2 separate regions of the Gasterosteus aculeatus genome follow, and region 1 is linked to region 2. A link is a contact called in public Hi-C data. All regions are on one chromosome and are shown on one strand. The core of a region is the stretch at or near the end of the contact, and the rest is flanking DNA. Distances in the headings are between cores, read along the strand shown. Region 1 holds the start of tmem70 (transmembrane protein 70). Region 2 overlaps LOC120816066 (xenotropic and polytropic retrovirus receptor 1 homolog).

The links. Hi-C and Micro-C count contacts between places; a contact is called where the count stands out from the background.
Region 1: a Hi-C map of skeletal muscle shows a contact between it and region 2, with 2.3 times the contacts expected there. The contact joins the promoter of tmem70 here to the enhancer-like site in region 2. A contact is called at or near these places in 3 of 6 Hi-C or Micro-C datasets (skeletal muscle, tail fin and whole body).

Annotation. Positions count from the first base shown.
Region 1 is chr3:5,920,357-5,924,554 of fGasAcu3.hap1.1, forward strand. tmem70 (transmembrane protein 70) reads right to left here and starts at 2,508. Exons shown (of 3, transcript XM_040171188.2): 1 at 2,246-2,508; 2 at 1,473-1,572; 3 at 1-340. The coding sequence starts at 2,419. LOC120816024 reads right to left here. Exons shown (of 7, transcript XM_040171239.2): 7 at 4,159-4,198.
Region 2 is chr3:5,788,701-5,792,354 of fGasAcu3.hap1.1, forward strand. LOC120816066 (xenotropic and polytropic retrovirus receptor 1 homolog) reads right to left here. Exons shown (of 16, transcript XM_040171337.2): 2 at 1,068-1,119. Among protein-coding and RNA genes, the nearest start is that of LOC120816066, 19 kb to the right of the region's middle. Within about 2 kb of position 1,686, at least 5 of the 9 cell types and tissues checked have open chromatin away from gene starts, as enhancers often do.

The DNA.
Region 1 (4,198 bases), core at 1,258-3,757, 130 kb after region 2:
ACCAGTAGCCCCATTTTGTCAGCATAGAAGGTGGTGAACATCTTGCCTACAGCTGGGATCCTGACCTGCCTCTGGTGGAACACACTCTTTTTTTCAGTGAGGAAGACGCTGTAGGTGATGGCTGTGTAGGTGTCTCCGTCTGGCTGGTGGTAGAGGCGGACCACATAGCCCTTGGTGATGAGGTGGAGGAGGACTGGGGTGAGGAAGGTGAAAAATCCGACGACTCCACAGAAAGCGGCCGTCAAGGCAAAGCTTTGGACCACCAGTCCGGTCTTTAGGAGGGTGTGTGGCACCAGGAAGAGGCTGGTCCCACTGGTGCTGTATGAAAACAGCTTGACCCCTGACGAAAGAGATGAAGGTTGTGTTACTTTGTTCAGCAAGACGGTCTTAAAAAGGATCAATACTTTTGCGTGAATGGTGCAGCAGCGTCCCTGAGCTCATCTGGTCTTCTCATTTGGCCGCTAGCTACCTTTTTTAAGGCCAAAATCTTCAATATTCATCAGAGGGGTATTTACTGATGCATATATGAAATGTCTTAAACTTGTGTAAACTAAACCACAACCCCATTGAGTTGGAGTCCATGAAGCAGTAGTGTCCATTCATACAAAACATAAAGACTGTTTGAGGTGTGTTGAGCAGGGCGGCTGCACAGTCCCACACAGGGATCAGGCCTGTTCCCCTCTGTGCAAAGCTAAAATATAAAACATATTTCGGTTTGTTGAGCATTTTTTTGTTTACCACATAATTAGTTTGGAATGCTTCAGCAGTCCAATGAATGTATTGTTCTTCTATAATATTTATAACACTGTTCTCCAATGAAGTATTCAAATCCTTCTTCCTTAATCGTTCACCTACAGCCACCATGTAATCACTTTCTCTTCAACTGTCTTCATCATCACTGATGCATCACTGTGGGTTTCCTCACCAACGGGTCAACCACACATGGATACTTTCACCCCCCCGTCACACACACAACATATTGACATTATCTAGACTCACTTGACTCAATAGAAATGTGTTTCTATTGAATTGCTAGTATTTATTTATTTATTAGTATTTGATTGATGTAGGAAATGTGCATTTAAAGTTGCTTTAACTCTAAAATGTTGAATTTGTGACTATTTGTGTCACAGGACAAAGTAGTCACGCTTGGTGTTTCTAGTTTGGAAAGTAATTGATAGTATTGCTTTTGTTTTTTAATTATTGGGTCTTTTTTTACGCCCTTTTTGCCGTAAACAGCAGGAACAGACAATAATCAAATTCAAAAAGCAGAAATCTACATCTGATCACCAGAAACATAATGCATTTCAGATTGACCTGATAATGAATGCAGCACCGGTAAGGATGAGACAACCACATGGTACCAATATGCGTCAGGATTAATCATTTCATTTATCTCAAAATATACTATGAGCGAAACACTAGCAACCGCATATCAGACACAGGAAACTAACAAGATGAAAGTGACTCACCTCGAACAGCTCTGGCCAGGCTGCCAGTGTACACGAGGTCTCCGTCCTCTGAGGGGGGGACTGAGGACAGACGGCAGGTGGGTGGACGGTGGGAGTGCACCTAAAGACACAATGAGAGCAGCCTTCAGCAAAGTGCAGCTCCTCTGTTCCAAATCTAGAGCCGGCTGTGATGATAACGTACACATTATCATTCTGAATAATTCATTTAAAATAAATAAATCCAAACTTATACACAGGACAATGGAGGTAGACAGAGGCACATTTCTCTAAAAGTTCCCTATTTTTTAATTTTATGGCACGTAAACCACAACGTTCCTGATGGATTAGTGAAGTAATATCTGCACCATTTGTGCATAAAGTCCACTTTTCTTATTATAAGCCAGTATTTATGTTCGTATTGATGTGTAGAGATACATCTATATATGCAGAAGTACATAAATACACCTTATGTTGTAGACATTCCTGTTTTATATCCGTGTTTACACTGTCTGGGCTTTCTTCAGTCTGCATTGAACTAAATAGGGATTCTTGTAAGGATCCGTTCTGTGCATCACGATGATGTGGAGCATCATGGAGATGGAGAACATGCCTGATGAGGAGATTTGTTTCATACGTATGCAAAGCTGCAGAAACTAGCAGAGAATCCCTGGACCCCCCTCCCCTGAAACCATGCCCCTGGGAGGGTTGCATCTTGCACGTGCACATAGATCCCAAATACAAAACCATGGAAGTGAAAGAAGCAGAAGGTGTTTGGGAGCAAAGTGAAGTCGTACCTCGGTGGGGTTGAGGAAGGAGCTTCTGCGGCCCTCGAGCTGCTTACTCTCTCTGCTCATGGCTGTGAAACATGGCGCCGTAAAGTGTCTCTTACTGACGCACTGAGAAGCCACACGGTTCCGTGTGCTGCGCACAATATTCACTGAAAACATGGCTGTTACTCTTATTGACATTGTTCTTTCGTTAGCGACCCTGACTGACACACAGCGTCGCACACACAATGACGTACGTCCGCTTCCGCTCTTCTTCTTTGATACTATAGTAGGAAGGAGAATAGCACACTACTGCCCCCTCAGGTAGCGCACAGTAGCACACTACTGCCCCCTCCGGTAGCACACAGTAGAACACTACTCCCCCCTCAGGTAGCGCACAGTAGCACACTACTGCCCCCTCCGGTAGCACACAGTAGCACACTACTCCCCCCTCCGGTAGCACACAGTAGCACACTACTGCCCCCTCCGGTAGCACACAGTAGCACACTACTGCCCCCTCCGGTAGCACACAGTAGCACACTACTGCCCCCTCCGGTAGCACACAGTAGAACACTACTGCCCCCTCAGGTAGCGCACAGTAGCACACTACTGCCCCCTCCGGTAGCACACAGCACACAGGCGCACTTTACCCTTATTCTCCACCCATCTTTGCTGTGTGTAATGTGGGGTATCAGGGGATAGAACGTGTTCCCATGTGAGGGGTATCGGAATAGAACGTGTTCCTCCTCGCCGCCAATGTGATGCCTCCCTCATCATTCCTCCATCGCTCTTCTTCAAAACAACCTGAGTCTCTCCACCATGGACCTGCAGGTCTCTGCAGTCCTTGTGAAGTCTAAACAACTACACACAAACACGTCGTGATTCAGAATTCATGTAACAGGAAAATATAGAAAGAAAGAATGTTTGGCTTGATGATACATCTGATCCGTCATCATCGTAACCATATTTAATAAAGGAAGGTCCAGAAAAACATTTAGGATATTTTTGCTTTGAAATGAGAATTGATAATGAATGTGTTGAATAATCTCTGCTGGTCTAATAACAATAGAAATGTTGTATAACATCAGAGTAAATATGTGTAGCACACAGTAGCACACTACTACATTGCCTACAGTTTCTTCCCTTTTTTCCCAATGGAAGGGTTTTTCATTTTTGGGGGAGTTTCTCCTGTGCCGATGTGAGGGTTTTGGGACAGAGGATGTCGCATGTGTACAGACTGTAAAGCCCTCTGAGGCAAATTGAATTAAATATGTAGATAAAGAAATCTTCAATAAACCATAGACATAAGAAAACAAGTAAAGGTTACATTTATTCCCATAGTTAACGGTAAGGCCGTTTGCATCGCCAGCTTGCGGGCAACCAGTAAATATCCAGGTTGATTATTTATTTATTTACTTTTGATGTAAAAAACAATAGCAAGCCTACACAGAACAATGTGGTGCAGTTGAAAACATTTACAAAGTTAGAATAATATAGGGGAAAAAAAGAATTGGACAGATCCCCACTCTATGAAGAGTGGAAATGGGTTTCTATAGTTGGGAATGCATCCCTCTCAACAGAGATGACATCCAGCCAATCCAAAGACGACGTTTGTAACCAATCAGATGTAGAGGTTCCATGTCCCCGAAAGGACCTTTTCTCGTGAAAGAGGGACTTTTGCTTGCAAATGTTTGATTTAGACCTGATTTGCTCTCGGACTTTGACATTGAGTTGCCTTCATAGAGACAGTTATATGGCAACAACGGTTATATGAGAACAAAGCCACACACATCAGCGGGATCAATCTGCCTGCGGCTGGTTAGCCAGCTACTGGGAGATTAATGTTACGCGTTTATAAAACAGAAGGGAAAAGAATATCTCGTACTGTGCGTGTCAGCCAAATGTTTTTCTCTGCAGTTTATAAAGATAGTTTCAACAACTCAGACAAAAGACAATGCTTTAATTCAACATAAATGAATG
Region 2 (3,654 bases), core at 436-2,935:
TAAGTGAGGAGCTGGAGGTTAAAGTTGATACAAAATAGAACATAACAAAGACGCAAACTGCCTTCACATTGATGTTTATTCCAGGTGAACTTCCACCACTAATAAGATGATTATGAGGTCTGAGAAGAATTCTCTCAGTGTATACACTGGTACACTAATTCTACCTGCTCTAAAAACGTTTTACTGCACCCTTTGGTGCAGACACCCTTTTAGATTTTGAATTCAGAGGGCAAAAAGTGTGACAAAAATAATAATAAATAAATAAACAATATATATCATCATATATATAATCAATATCATCATGTCAAATGATATTATAACATAGAATGAACATTTAGTTCATTCATTACATTACAGGTCATTTAGCTGACGCTTTTATCCAAAGCGACTTGTCTTGATGTGACTTGATGTCATTTCAGCGGACTGTCCCATGTATGACAAAACCACTTATGGTCCACGTTTGTATCTCAGCAAAGCGATGGGCAATATGACCTCAATTTTATATCAGTATTTATTATATGTAGTATTATTATCACAGTATAACAGATATCACATCATGGTTTTAAAAATGAAAATGGGTTACTGCACTCAAAACATGTTTGGATTAAGGAATAAGGAATCTGTTCATGAACTCCAAACTGAGTATTCATTCACAGATTTACCGCTGGTGGGAGCGTGCTCACCTATATGTGTGTGTGTGTGTGTGTGCATCGGGACGGAATCGCCACGCATAGCGAGGAGTGGAAATTGTAAACGTGAAAAAAACACTTACAGACTGTCTTGGGGGGTGGGGGGCGGGGGGGTGCCGCCCCCCGCCATCTTGGTTAGTCAATGGGAAATGAAAGCCATTTTGAATGCACACTTCACAGTCTGACATAAAAGGATTGTGCACTCATCTTCTATGTGTTATGATTCTTGGTCTTCTCTCTCATCCCAAACAACATATCTACTGTACTCAACTTCCTCAGGATTCAATGGGGTTCAAATCATTCAAGGAACACACTTCAATAGTGTTCCATGTCCAGGACAACTTCTCAGTGATGTGTGCGGGCGCGTGGAAATATTACCTTCAATAGATGGGGCCTGGTCCTGAGCAGCATACAGCATCTCTTTGAAAGCCTGCAGACATAAGATGAGAGGAACAATCGCATAATTGAACATTAAACGTTTACATAGAATGACATTACATTTTGATTCTGTGAAATGTTGTTAAAATGGCGAGTATTGTTCTACGAACCATCCCTGTCAGTCCTGTTTGCTGATTAGATGATTTAATCAAGGTCATTTTATTGATTTTAATGTGTTTTTGAATCCTTCTTATATTTTTAAGTAATCTTAACATATATCGCCAATGTGGAAAACAAGTCAATTTCATTTAAAAGTAAAGAGAAAAAAAATGTATAATTTATTTTTAAATTTCTGCAGATCTCCACCTGTCTGCACGCATACTTCCCCAATACCCATTTTTTTCTTGATACAATCCACCATGTTATGCTTACATAAAGAAGCTTTAGGTCAAAGGTCAAAGGTGTGATCATCGAATGTACTGTAATATTAAGTGAATAGGGATTGGTCGGGACAGTGAGGGATTTCAGATTCGGCTATCAGTTGAAGCCAGGGGAGAGAGTCATGGAATGCCTGGAGGCAGAAAGGAATTCAGCGTGGGAGGAGCTGCGTTTGAATGTGCAGCCAATCACATACGACTGCGGCACAAGGGACACGCTCTGCGGGACTCGAAGTGCTCTGCTGGAGAAGAGGCAGACAGAGGCCTCCTGAGAACCATTATTGATGGTGATATTACACTGGTCCAGGGAAGTCTTTATTACGTAAAATGTTCTACTATTCATACTCCAATGTTGCTCTATAAAGGCAAGTCAAGGCAATTTATTTGTATAGCGCTTTTCATACACATAAAGAGAGAAGAACCTTCCAGAAGGACAAACATCTCTGCGGCGCTCCATAAATAGTGGCCAGACGGAAGCCACTCCTCTGTAAAAAGCACACATCAGCCCGCCTGGAGTTTCCCAACAGGCACCTGAAGAAAAAAATCCTCTGGTCTGATGAAACAGAGATTGAACTCTTTGGCCTGAATGACAACTGTAGTGTCTGGAGGAAACCAGGCCCTGCTCATCACCTGGCCAGTGCCATCCCTACAGTGAAGCATGGCACACGCAGAATCATGCTATGGGATGTTCTTCAGCGGGAGGAACTGGGAGACCAGTCAGGAGGATGGAGGGAAAGATGAATGCAGCAATGTACAGAGACATCCTGGATGAAAACCAGCTCCAGAGCGCTCTGGGCCTCAGACTGGGCTTCCAACAGTACAACGACCCGAAGCACAAGCCACGACAGCAAAGGAGTGGGACAACTTGAGTGCCCCAGCCAGAGCAGTGACTTAAACCAGATTCAACATCTGGAGAGATGTGATAATGTCTGTGCACCGACGCTCCCCATCCAACCTTAGAGGTCCTGCAGAGATGAACAGGAGTGAAACCGGTGTGCCAACCGCGCAGCATCAGAGTCAAGAAGACTTGAAATGATAAATGGACAGAACTTATGTAGCGCTTTTCTAGTCTACGGCCCCTCAAAGTGCTTTAAAACTTCATGTCATCATTCACCCATTCATACACTGATGACCGGAGCTACCACACACAGAGCCACCTGCCCATCGGTAACTAACATTCACACACTGTAGTGAACTACAGGAGCAGTGTTGGGGTTAAATGTCTCGCCCAAGGACACATTAACATGCGAGTTAGCCAGGCCTGGGATTGAACCGCCAACCCTCCCCATTGGAGGACAACCGTGCTGCCCATTCACCCACAGATGCCCAATTGAGGCTGTAATTGCTGCCAAAAGGTATTGAGCAAAGACTGAATACTTATGTACATGTAATAGCTTTGTTCTTTATTTTCAATAAATTTGAAACAAATTTAATCAAGCTGTTTTCACTTTGTCACTGGGTGTGGTGTGTAGAATTGAGGAAAAAGATGAAAAGTTATAGCTATCTTTTTTAAAGTAAATATCACTGAATTTCTTTTAATGTACATCGTGGTCGGTAAAAGTACATTTTGTTACAATATAGTAGAGTTGGATCAGAATTTTTTATACTTGTGTGAATATATTAAATTAAGACAATATTATTGTTCAAATAAAATAAACTTAATTTAAGTATGTGAAAATTATAAGATTCATTTGATTTCAATGTAAACCCCCAAAAGGGGTTACGGTTACATGATCCATTTTAGAAAAATAAACATGGGTTTAGTTTAATATGGGTTAACTCTACTCAAAACAGTTGGGCTGAATTAATACATAGAAGATACATAGATGGAATTGTATACATAGATACATACATAGAAGATTTTTAACTGCACGTTGTAACCTGGTGAGCCCACAGTCTGGAAAAACAACCCACCAGAACTGCAAAATGAATGCTGACGTTGCACAGATGCATCACTATAATTCTACCTTTGCTGCTCTCCTTCCATCCAGTAATAATGCACTGCTGATGCTCACCGTTTGGAAATCTGCAGCTCTGGTGTAGTCATTGAGGGCCTCAATGCTTTTGCGCCCACTTGAGGCGTATTATTTTTGCAATGTACGTGAAAAAGCATGGCGAGGTGTCTACAAACAAGCCGCACAGGTGAAAGC